3 separate regions of the Mus musculus genome follow, and regions 2 and 3 are each linked to region 1. A link is a contact called in public promoter capture Hi-C data. All regions are on one chromosome and are shown on one strand. Each heading gives the region's core, a stretch centred on a gene start, on an enhancer-like site or on the middle of the called end of the contact. The rest is flanking DNA. Distances are from core to core; before and after follow the strand shown. Region 1 overlaps Gtf2ird1 (general transcription factor II I repeat domain-containing 1). Region 2 overlaps Gtf2i (general transcription factor II I). Region 3 overlaps Gtf2ird2 (GTF2I repeat domain containing 2).

What was found. Capture Hi-C pulls out chosen DNA fragments and counts their contacts.
Region 2: a contact with region 1 is called in a promoter capture Hi-C map of pancreatic islet. The contact joins two enhancer-like sites. A contact is called at or near these places in 1 of 39 promoter capture datasets (cranial neural crest), 1 of 484 Hi-C or Micro-C datasets (CD8 T cells), 2 of 115 datasets of contacts at active chromatin or transcription factors (embryonic stem cells and memory CD8 T cells) and 3 of 9 other capture datasets (adipose tissue, liver and pancreatic islet).
Region 3: a promoter capture Hi-C map of liver shows a contact between it and region 1. The contact joins two enhancer-like sites. A contact is called at or near these places in 2 of 39 promoter capture datasets (cranial neural crest and maxillary cranial neural crest), 3 of 484 Hi-C or Micro-C datasets (CD4 T cells, bone marrow-derived macrophages and liver), 3 of 115 datasets of contacts at active chromatin or transcription factors (the NIH/3T3 cell line and embryonic stem cells) and 2 of 9 other capture datasets (adipose tissue and liver).

What each region holds. Positions count from the first base shown.
Region 1 is chr5:134,435,354-134,439,111 of GRCm38.p6, reverse strand. All of the region lies in intron 1 of Gtf2ird1 (general transcription factor II I repeat domain-containing 1), which reads left to right. Among named protein-coding and RNA genes, the nearest start is that of Gtf2ird1, 19 kb to the left of the region's middle. Within about 2 kb of position 1,506, at least 154 of the 459 cell types and tissues checked have an H3K27ac peak or open chromatin away from gene starts, as enhancers often do. A contact at or near this core is called in liver and pancreatic islet, where this site is marked.
Region 2 is chr5:134,294,146-134,297,972 of GRCm38.p6, reverse strand. It overlaps Gtf2i (general transcription factor II I), which reads left to right. Exons shown (of 34, transcript NM_010365.4): 2 at 2,360-2,463. The coding sequence starts at 2,365. Among named protein-coding and RNA genes, the nearest start is that of Gtf2i, 19 kb to the left of the region's middle. Within about 2 kb of position 2,527, at least 48 of the 459 cell types and tissues checked have an H3K27ac peak or open chromatin away from gene starts, as enhancers often do. A contact at or near this core is called in liver and pancreatic islet, where this site is marked.
Region 3 is chr5:134,208,471-134,212,359 of GRCm38.p6, reverse strand. It overlaps Gtf2ird2 (GTF2I repeat domain containing 2), which reads right to left. Exons shown (of 16, transcript NM_053266.1): 11 at 3,418-3,480; 12 at 1,085-1,162. Among named protein-coding and RNA genes, the nearest start is that of Ncf1, 19 kb to the left of the region's middle. Within about 2 kb of position 2,264, at least 17 of the 459 cell types and tissues checked have an H3K27ac peak or open chromatin away from gene starts, as enhancers often do. A contact at or near this core is called in liver, where this site is marked.

The sequences.
Region 1 (3,758 bases), core at 257-2,756:
ACAACAACCATTTAAGTTGAAGACAGATCGCCTATATTCTGATGACCCCATAAGAATTCTCTGGCCTCAAACTGGGGGTGTAGTTCCATTGATAGAGTACTTACCTTAGTGGCAGGGGACCCTGGGTTCCATTCACAGCACCACATAAACCAGGTGTAGTGTCATATACCTGTGACCCCAGCCCTGGTAAGGGGGAGGCAGGAGGATCAGGAGTTCAGGGCCATCCTCCACTGCATTGCAAGTTGGGAGGCTAACCCGGGCTAGTTGAAACCCTGTCTCAAGCAAGCAGTCAATCAAAGCTGTTTGACTTAGCACTGCTGCGCCTGTCTGGTTTGTTGATGTGTACACTGGGGGTGCACACAACACAGGAATTGGCCAACAGCGCTTTTCTCTCAGTGTTTTGTGGTTGTCCCTTGATGTGTGAGTACCTGTTGTATAGCAGACACTGTTGTTGGTGCCATCTATCCGCAGTGGTCAGAATGAGAAGGGAGGTCGGTTGGGACCACCATCTCTACCACATCAAGCTTTTGGGTCAGACCACCACACTGCTTTCCCATCAGATGGAATGTAGGAGAAACTGGCCATGAGGTGCTTTGAGGTGGTCACCTGAATTTCTAACCAGTGTCTGGGCCCGTGAAAAGGGAGTGGAGTCCAGGCGCCCCACTGGACGTGGGTCTTCAACTCGGCGTGTAGGAGGCTTCAGGAAGCAAGGTCCTCTTAACCCTGGGTGGTGCGTGTCTCATTAAACCATGCTTTTCTTCCTAAAGAAGGAAGCTCCGTGGAGCCCACCATGACTCTCACAGCCTCTACCGTCCACTCTGTTGACCTCTCAAGTCCCTGTCCCCCTAGGGTTTTGGTGTCCTCACATCTTTCCTGACCTTTGACCTGCCATTCCGAGGCTCTCAGTGGCCAGTCTTTTACCTGCCTAACTCCACCTTCTTGTTCTTTCTATACCTCGGCCGCTTTCTCATCCATCCCTTGTTCTCCGCGATACCCCCCATAGCTCTCCAGCCCAGGGCCCTGCCCGGAGGCCCCTTAGCCTTGGGCATCCAATCAGAGGCTCAGCTTCTCCCCTTCTGCCTTCTTTCTTTCCCAGGGTATTGGTATCCCTGTGAATGTTTGAGTTGGGTGTCTCAGGACCCCGTGTACCCCTAAACCACCGTCCTGACGTCTTCCTGTCTGCTTTAGGCTTGGCATCATCCTCGCTTCTCTTCTCAGGCAGCTTTACATGAGCCATGACCCCTCAGTCCTGTTGGACATTGCACCTGCTCTAAGCCCTTCTCTGTGTGTTTCCTGTTGTGTTGGCGTGAAGGTCCTTGGTCCCAGGGCCTTAAGGCCACTCTCGGTTGTCCCGCTACTTCCTGCTCCTCACCTCATCACTGCACACCCTGATCTCCACCTCACCCACTTGCCCAGCCTCCAGCCGAGGTTGCTGCCCTGCTCAACCCTGACCGCGACACGTGGGCGGCCCAGGCTGGCGGCTGGGTTTCCTGGGCAGCCAGTCATTTGGCAAGCCTTCAAAGTCTGCTCGGCTCTGTGGCCTGGGAGGTGGGTACTTTGGGCTGGGGCGGGGCAGGCGTCCCCCTTGATGACCGCGTTGCTGAGGTCATCTCTGGCATCATCTCCTTTGGGGAGCCACTCCTCCCCACCCCCCATCGCCGCCCATCATTTTGTGCTTCTTGCTTGCCACTAATTTTGCCTTTTGAGGGTTTTTGTTTGTTGAGGTCAGGTCTTCTACAGCCCAGGCTGGCTTCAACCAGGCCCAGTTTATGACTGAGCCCAGGGCTTTGTGCTTGCTGGGGACATATTCTGCCAGCCCAGCTACATTCCTACTCTGTTGCGAGCTGGCCTGCGGCTCACATGGACCGGGTACACCTGGGTGGCAGGCGGGGACTGAAAGAAACTAGGCGGTCGAGAGAAATAAAGGAGGCCAAGTCAAGGTTCCTGATCTAGGCTCAAATGTTTAATAGCAATCTGTGTCTATAAAGTGGGGGGGGGGGGGCCCATTCCCGCCCATCCATTCTTGGTGTCTGGAACCAGCTGCAGGTGATGACGTGCAGGACAGGGTGTGGTCTCCGGAATATCTCAGGGGCCTCTCAGCAGGTAGCAACTTCTTGAAGGAGAGCAGCATAGAGCCATCTAGGCAGGAAGGCTCCACCCCAGGTGATCTAATTCTCAGTGGCAACCGAGTCTGAACCAGCCTGCTTCAGACTGGGGGAGGCTACACTATTCTACTACACTTCTATCCTGGACAGAGTGCAGTCGTAGTCAAAGGAACAAAGATGGCTGGTGCTTGTAACCCCAGCACTGGGGAGACTGAGGCAGGAGAATCAGGAGTTCAAAGTCATCCTCAGCTACATAGCAAGTTGGCAGCCAGCCTCGGGTCCCCGTCGTCAGCGCTACATGTATTGATGTGGTGATAGATGTCTGTCCTCCAGGATTTAGGGGGATGAGCCGGGAGGACCAGGGGATTCAGGGTCCTTTTTCAGCTACGTCAAAAATTAGAGGCCAGGCTAAACTGACTGAGGCCCAGCCTCAGAAAACAAAACGAAACATCACCCCCCCCCCCAAAAAAACCCTCAAAAACTGGTTCGAATCCCAGTAGTCTGTGTTTTTGTCTTGTCATAGAGATATCCCTTCCCAGCTTGACGCCCAAGCATGCTGATGTGGTGTGTGTGAGCTCCTGGCTATGGTCGCTGCATGTGTGACATCCATTTCTGTCTTTGCATGTGAGTGTGCGTGTGTGTGTGTGTGTGCGTGCGTGTGTGTGTGTGTGTGTGTGTGTTGCCTGTAGGCACATGCACACACAGAAGGTATGGTTGTGGGAGGTTCTATGTCTAGGCACCTGGCCAGATGTCCTCTCTGCCAGGCCAGGGGCTTGCTCCATCCATTCCCCAGCTAGAGGCAGCCTGCGCTGTGAGGAGCAGTAACCCGCCCCAGAAGAGGCCCTGCTGCCTGGAGATTAGTCTCCAAGGCCACGCTGCCAGTTGCCATAGGCACTCAGGTCCCAGATAGCGCTGTGATTTCTCATCCTGGTCACGCAGGCGGCTGCCAGTGTCGCCTAACCGGAGCCAGGAGCCAGGGACCAGGAGCCAGAAGCCAGGCTTTAAATAACTGGTGGAAACCTGACCCTCCAAAGGAACTGTGCTTACCAAGGCCTGGCCTCCCCTCCTAGGGACAGGCGCGGGGCAGCTGCACCCCTCCCTCTATAACCAGAGCCTCGGGGGCGGGGGTGGGGTGGGGAGCTAGGAGAGACATGACAGAGGGTCCCTCTGAGGAACTGAAGCCTCAGAACACAGGGAAGGACACCTATCTCTGCCCTGAGACTCTGACCCCTTGCCCTTGAGGGCTGTGTAGCACCCCCTAGGATTCTGGACTTCTAATAACCAGACCCGAAACACATCCTTCTCCCCCCCCCCCCACTCCACTGCCCCAGTATCTCTAGAAGGTGGCATGAATTCTGGACCTAAAACCTAGGGCCTGGTTCCTGGCCTTGGCCTTGCCCAGCGTTCTGTTTTCTTGTCCTGAGGGTGAGGCCACGCTCCTGGATGTTTGTGTCTCTTGTTTTTTGTTTTTTTGTTTTTTGTTTTTTGTTTTTTGTTTTTTTCGAGACAGGGTTTCTCTGTGTAGCCCTGGCTGTCCTGGAACTCACTTTGTAGACCAGGCTGGCCTCGAACTCAGAGATCCTCCTGTCTCTGCCTCCCAAGTGCTGGGATTAAAGGCGTGTGCCACCACGCTTGGCTCCGGCTGTGTCTCTT
Region 2 (3,827 bases), core at 1,278-3,777, 140 kb after region 1:
TTGCAAGTGCTCCTCTGGAGTCCTGGGTCACACACACAGGGAGGTTAGAACCACAGGATTTCAGTCACCCTTCCTTAAGGTCATGCTATGAGAAACATTGTTTAAAATAGAATCTATTTAAGTTGAGAAGAATAATGTTAACAGGCATATCATTTACATACTTTTTATAGAAAAGCAATTTTGTAGCGTATTTGGTTTAGTTTTTAACCTCAGACTGTCTCCGTGTGTCTCCCTGTCGCATGCCAGTGGAGTGTCTGTGTGATGTCTTTGTTTTTGCTGCTAAATTAACTTTGGCAAAATAGTATCATAAAAATTTCAGCTTCGCTGGGCATGGTGGCGCACGCCTTTAATCCCAGCACTTGGGAGGCAGAGGCAGGCGGAGGCAGGCGGATTTCTGAGTTCGAGGCCAGCCTGGTCTACAGAGTGAGTTCCAGGACAGCCAGGGCTACACAGAGAAACCCTGTCTTGAACCCCCCCACCCCCCCAAAAAAAAATTTCAGCTTCGAGTCAGGCGTGGTGGTGCACGCCTTTAATCCCAGCACTCAGGAGGCAGAGGCAGGTGGATTTCTGAGTTCGAGGCCAGCCTGGTCTACAGAGTGAGTTCCAGGATAGCCAGGGCTACACAGAGAAACCCTGTCTTGAAAACAAAACAAACAAACAAACAAACAAATTAGCTTCGTCTGTTCTCCAAAGGTTGGGTTCTCTGACATTTCTATTAGCATTATTCTCCACCTGAGGGTGTTTTGTTTGAGGTTGGTTGGTTGGTTGGAGACAGGATTTCTCTGTGTAGCCCTAGCTGTCCTGGAACTCACTCTGTAGAACAGGTCGGCCTCGAACTCCGAGATCTAATTTGCCTTTGCCTCTGCCTCTGCCTGCCAGTGGTATTAAAGCCACCTGAGTTTTATTCCTTTCTGTCAGCCTCTCCCCTCTGCTCCCACTTTGCAGCCATTCTACTTTAGTCTCTGGATTTGAGCCTTCCAGGCGTGCCCCGGGACTAGAGTCACGTGGGCTTTGCCCTTCCGCGGTGGTTCTTTCATTTGCAGTACTCCCAAGTATTACAGCATGCGTGATGTCTTAGTTACGTCTCGATGGCTATGAAAAGCACCGAGGCAGCTTATAAAGGAAAGCATTTAATTTGGGGCTAACAGTTCCAGAGGTTTAGAGTGCATGACCATCATGGCAGGGAGCATGCCGGCAGGTGGGTGGGCAGGCGGGCGGGCAGGGTATGGGGTGCTGGAGCTGGCAATTTGCACTTGCTCCACAGGCATGAGGCAGAGAGAGCTAGCTAGTTGAGAATGGCTTGGGCTTTTGAAATCTCAAAGCCTACCCCCAATGACATCTCCAGCAAGGCCACACCTCCTCCTCCTCCTCAAACAGTTCCATCCACTGGGGACCAAGCATTCAAATGTAAGAGCCATTGGGGGCCATTTGCAGTCAGACCACTACAGATGAGACACTCCTTCCTCTTTTTCCTTTTGGAGACAGTGTCATTAGCCCAGACAGGCCTTGCGTTTACATTGTCCAAGGATGTCATTGAACCTCCTGCCCCTGCCTCTTAGTGGTGGGACCACAGGTGTGCACAAGACGGGCTGGAACCCAGGCCTTCATTCTGGTCAGGAAAGCACTCTCGCAGCAGAGCCACGTCTCCAGCCCAATGTCCTGCTTGTAAAGACGCAGTGATGTTCATTACATGCATAGCTCACATTTTGCTAATTCCGGCCACCGTTAGACTGTTAGAATGCCATGAATCTGAGAGCACAAATCATATTGCAGTCCCAGAAGTGCAGTGGCTGGACTGCATAATTCTCTTTTGAGTTTAATTTTGTTTTAAGGAATTATCCAAAGCAGCAGTGCAGCAGTTTGAAGCTTTCCAATTCTCTCCACATCTTTTCTAGCTGTTACTATCTTACGTTTTTGTTGTTTGAAATTCCTATGTGCCGTCTTGTTGATACCATAGAACCAAAAACTATGCCTGAAGAGAGTGTGTGTTAGGATTCATAGGTACTACCCAGGGCCCTGCAGCCTCTTCCTTAGAGAAGAAGCTTGGCTCGGCCACAGTAACGCCACCTGCTCTTTCTGTGGGTGCACACAGGGGAGAGGCAGAAGTTTGTGGCTTGCCTGTGAATTGGATCACGAAGTGTGGCTGCTCTCCCTGGAGAGGATGTCACTGGGTCTGGGTGCCATCTGGGTTTAGTTGGGGTGTGATGCTGAGCTAATTTTACAGAAATGACACGCCACGGGAAGTTGAGCACATATCTTAAAGAAAGCTATGAAACTATAAATGACGTGGGCCGGGACGCATAGAGCACTGGCCATGGTGGGTCTTCTACATTCACCTCCCTGTGTTTTCCTCGTGCAGGAATCATGGCCCAAGTAGTGATGTCTGCCTTGCCTGCCGAAGATGAAGAGTCTTCAGAGAGCAGGATGGTGGTGACCTTCCTCATGTCTGCCCTGGAGTCCATGGTGAGATTCTGTGGCTCTGCCAGTGGTTTCTGTGAAACAGTAACTAAACGGATTAATTATTACTCCTTTCTTAGATGCTGGGATTGAGCCATCGCTGTGTCTCGTGTGGTAGGCCAGCGCTCTACCACTGTCTCCCTGGGGCCTATTATTATTTTGAGGCCATCTGACCTGCACTGTCTGATCCTTTTTGTCTCGGTCTCCAAAATGTTAGGATTACAGCAGGCAAGCACTCTTGTAACTGAGCTGCATCCTCGCAGTCCCAAGGTTTCAGCTTTGGAGTCAATACTTTCCAACCAGGTTTCATAGAACGTCTCTGTGCTGGGACTCAGGCCAGGCGTGGTCCAGCATTGTGCTCTGCACCCTGCACATCCCCAGCCCTCAGGTTCTTCAGGAGGTTTAATTCCATCAGAAAGCTTTCGTAAAGTCAGTCAGAGGTAGGAGGGTCTTTTTAGTATTCTAGCACACTTTGGGCTATATAATGAGACCCTGTCTTAATATACCAAAAAAAAAAAAAAAAAACTCCAAAGAAGCCAAACACTTAGGCATGGAATTGCCTTATGAGTGGGCTTCAGATCTGCTCTCAGGTGGTGGCACTAGTTCCTCGGGCTCCTAGACCACCTAGCAGTGCCTCACTACGACTACAGTTTCAGACTTCCCCGATACAGCACCCCTCCCCTGCCAGCTCTTCCTGGCAGCAGAGGCGGCTGACCCTTGGGACGCTGCCCTCCCTAAGGCCTCACAAAGTGCACGTCTGCAAATCTGAGTTTGTATCTTGAGGAATCTTACCTTGTGTGTATGTTCTTGCTTTCATTCTTTTTTTTTGTTTTTTGGTTTTTTTTTTTTGTTTGTTTGTTTTGTTTTTTTGAGACAGGGTTTCTCTGTATAGCCCCGGCTGTCCTGGAACTCACTTTGTAGACCAGGCTGGCCTTGAACTCAGAAATCCTCCTGCCTCTGCCTCCTGAGTGCTGGGATTAAAGGCGTGCACCACTACCGCCCAGCACTTTCATTCTTCCTGTACGTTGTTTTTGTTGTTTTGATTTTGTTTGACCCCCCAGCCCCTTTAGAACTAGGTACAGCATCTACTTTCACTTAATTTAAAGATGTAAATGACCAAAAAAAAAATCTGTCATCACTGGTACAGAAACACGCCTTTAATCCCAGCACTCGGGAGGCAGAGGCAGAGAGGCAGAGAGAGAGGCAGAGAGGCAGAGGCAGGCGGATTTCTGAGTTCGAGGCCAGCCTGTTCTACAAAGTGAGTTCCAGGACAGCCAGGGCTACACAGAGAAACCCTGTCTCAAAAAACAAACAAACAAAAAAACCCAAAAAGATGTGAATGACACTTGCGTCCTGATTATATATTAAGA
Region 3 (3,889 bases), core at 1,015-3,514, 230 kb after region 1:
AAGTGAAGAAAAACGAGGCTAGGGCTCAGAGGGGATATCTTTCAATACTTTAAAATTATTTTTTTTTTTTAATTAAAATTTTGTTTGGTTTGGTTCCTTGCTTTTTTTGTTTGGTTGGGTTTTTTTGTTTGTTTGTTTTTTGTTTTGTTTGTTTGTTTGTTTTCGAGACAGGGTTTCTCTGTGTAGCCCTGGCTGTCCTGGAACTCACTTTGTAGACCAGGCTGGCCTCGAACTCAGAAATTTGCCTGCCTCTGCCTCCCGAGTGCTGGGATTAAAGGCGTGCGCCACCACGCCTGGTGGTTTCCTGCTTTTTCAAGACAAGGTTTCTCTGTGCAGCCCTGGCTGTGCTGGAACTTGATCTGTAGACCAGGGTGAGATCTGCCTGCCTCTGCCTCCCGAGTGCTGGGGTTTAATGCATGCACCACCATATCCAGCTCTAATTAAAAACATTCTTTTAAAAGCTTGGTGTGGTGGTCCATACCTCTCAGCACTCAGGAAGCAGAAGCAGGCAGATCTCTGTATTAGAGGCCAGCCTGTCTACACAGTGAGTTCCAGGCCAGCCAGGGATACAGAGTGGGACCCTGTCTTAAAACTTAAATAAGTAATCTTTAAAGAGTGGCTCAGGGGGCCTCTGAAGAGCTGGCTCAGTAGCTAAGAGCACTTGCTGCTCTTGCAAAGGTCCTGTTTCCTTTCCAGCGCATGCATCTTACCCTTCCAATCTGAACTTGATGGGCACTAGGCACTGCATAGTGCACACACACACACACAGACAAAACTCATACCCAGGAAACAAAGTAAATCACGACAAATTAAAAATAAATACAGCTGGGTGGTGGTACATGTCTCGAATCCCAGCACTCGGGAGGCAGAGGCAGGCCAATCTCTGAGTTCAAGGCCAGCCTGGTCTGCAGAGCCAGTTTCAGGGCAGCTTCAAGGGATCTTGTGCCCTCTTCTGGGTACCACACTCACAGCACTCACATGGCAGACGCTTGGACACACATACACACCTAAATAAAGGAAAACAAACTTTACAAAAAAGAAAACTGTGATTCAAATGATGAAGACATTAAGTGGATGTCCCCACCTGCGACTGTCACCTGTATGATCCTAAGGTCTTCAACACCTGCTGCAGAGTTTACAAGGTTGGATGGACTTGCATTTCCTTGAGAGCAAACAGAAAGAGTCAGAGTGACCAGAAAATCTGCAAGTCTCTAAAATATACCCAAGTGTTACATAAGGAGAAGTGCAGCCTGGATACTGCCTCCCTATCCCCACCCCTGTGTGCGGTGTTGAAAGATGGTTGACCTTCAAGGTCAATCTGGCTGGACATGTCTGTGAGGGTGCTTCCAGAGTGTACACTGAGGAGAGAAGTCTCAACCTGATGTTGGGGCTCCACCCCATGCTCTGGGGGCCCAGACTGAACAAAAAGAAGAAAGAAAGTTGAGCACCAGCATCAATCTGTCTGCTTCCTGACTGTGGATACAATGTGATCAGCTGCCTCCAGCTCTGGCTACCGTGCAGTGTCTGCTACGCTGGGAAAGACTGTCTCCCCTCCTCTTTTAAGTTGCTGATGTTCTTAGAAAAAAATGTCTTTTCATTTATGTGTATGAGTGTGTGTCTATGTTGGGATGCAAGCATGTAAGCACACAGAGGCCAGAAGAAGCTGGAGTTAGAGGCAGTTGGGAGCCACACGAGATGGGAGCTGGCTGGGAACTAAATTTGGGTCCTCCAGAAGATCAACAACATTGTTCTCAATGGCTAAGCCATTTCTTCAGTCTCTTTGGTTTGTGTTTGTGTTTTTGTTTTTTTCAAGATATGGTTTCTCTGTGAAGTCCTGGCTGTCCTATAGGCCAGGCTGGCCTTGAGCTCAGACATCTTCCTGCCTCTGACTCCTAAGTGCTGGGGTTACAGGTGTGCGCCACCACCGCCCTGCAGTCTCATTAATTCAGTACTTTGTTGCAACATTGTGACAGCTGTTAATGTGCCAGATGGATGGCATCCTCTGACCCTGTACTCTGCGGCTGAACAGGATGATCATCAGGGAGAGGGAGGCCTGAGATTCCTTACATCCAGCTGAAGAGCTGTAGTGAACTGAAAAGCACTGCTTCTGAGGAAGTCCACGTGACTACAGAAAAAGAGACAGTGCACTGGACATCACTCAACTTGGCTCTTGACTCGCCTTCCTCGGCAAGCTGGGATAGACAGGTCAGGAGTTAATCTCTCTTCCTGTCTGCTCGGCTGATTTGGAGGGATGTTTACTTTCACTGCACGCGCTGTGCTTTTGGCTCATTGGGTGTATTTGCTCAGTTCTTAGAGGTGCCCCGTGAAGCCTGCTTTCTAACCCCCACTGCCAAAGGCTTCCTTTGACTGGGAGAACTCCGCCTCTAGCTTGCAATGAGGGTTGCTCTAGCTTGTGCTCTAGCTTGGCAATGAGAATTGGTTTGGAGAAAGCCCCAGACAAGACACTTGTGCAAGGTCCTCCGCCGTATCGTACAAGGCCTTCTGAGTGAGTGTTAGGCTAGCCCATTTCTGCTTAATAAAGTACATGGTGACATCTTCAAAAACAATTGATTGTTGCGGCCCACCCAATAAGGAGACAGCTGCCATCATTAAACCTTTTACTCTCGTTGCAAAGGTGAAACTATCAGGACCCAGGGCTCCAAGTGGCCTTGCTGGCTTTTCATAAATAGAGGATGTGGACACCATACTGTGTCCCCCACCAACCAAACCCTCAAATTAATTCTAACTGTGGCTAAAGAGAGGGCTAATTCTATTTCTATTTGAGGGCCAGTGAGGTGGCTCAGTGGGAAAAGGTACGTTTTCTGCAAAGCTGGTGGCCTGAGTTCGGTCCCCAGGACCCATCTCAAGGTGGAAGGAAGGAGAGAAGTGACTCCACAAAGATGTCCTCTGACTCCTCCATGCATCGAGACATGGTCATCTGTCTTAGTTACTTTTGTGTTGCTATGATAAGAAACCATTGCCAAGGCACCTTATAGAAGGCGGAGTTTACTAGGCTTATGGTTCCAGAGGGTTAGAGTCCATGACCCTTGTGGCAGAAGGCAAGCGGGCACAGTGCTAAAGCAGTAACTAAGAGCTCACATCGTGATCCATGAGCACAAGGCAGAGAGGGCTAACTGGAAATGGTGGGGCCTTTTGAAACCTCCAGGCTCACCTCTAGGGACACAGCTCCATCACCAAGGCCACACCTCCTAATCCTTCCCAAACAGTTCCATCAACTGGGGACCAAGCATTCACACATGGGAGCCTATGGCTCATTCTCATCCAACACATGCATGAATGTGAACATACACACACCGGTTCCAATCACCACCGTACAATAATCATTTCAGAAGTAGTGAGGGCTGCGTGGAAAGTCACCCTGACCATGTGACAATAACAAGCGTTTTGGTGACTCACCTTCCATTTTTACCTCAGTCTCGGGGTCCTCATTGGTCTCTAAAGCGACCATCCGAGTAGACTCTTAAAAAGAAAACATCTAAAATGACATTCATGATTGAGCAATCTCAGGCTCCCACAGTTTACTGCCCCCAGCTCCACCCCTACCCACATTTATCCTCATGCTGGAGTTTTGTTTTGTTTGGAGGCAAGGGCTCACTTGGTAGCCCAGGATGGCCTTGGTTTTAGAATTTTTCAGAAGGTTTATTTTATTCTATGTATAAGAGTGTTTGCTCACATCCGCAGAGATCACGAAACGATGTTAGATCTCCTAGAACTGGAGTTACAATTGTAAGCTGCTATGTGGGTGCTGGGAACTGAACTCAGGACCTCTGGAAGATCATCAGCTAGTGATCATAACCGCTGAGCCATCTCTCCAGCCCCGTTTGTACATACTAAACACACAGTGAGTTTACTTTTGTAAGAGATAATC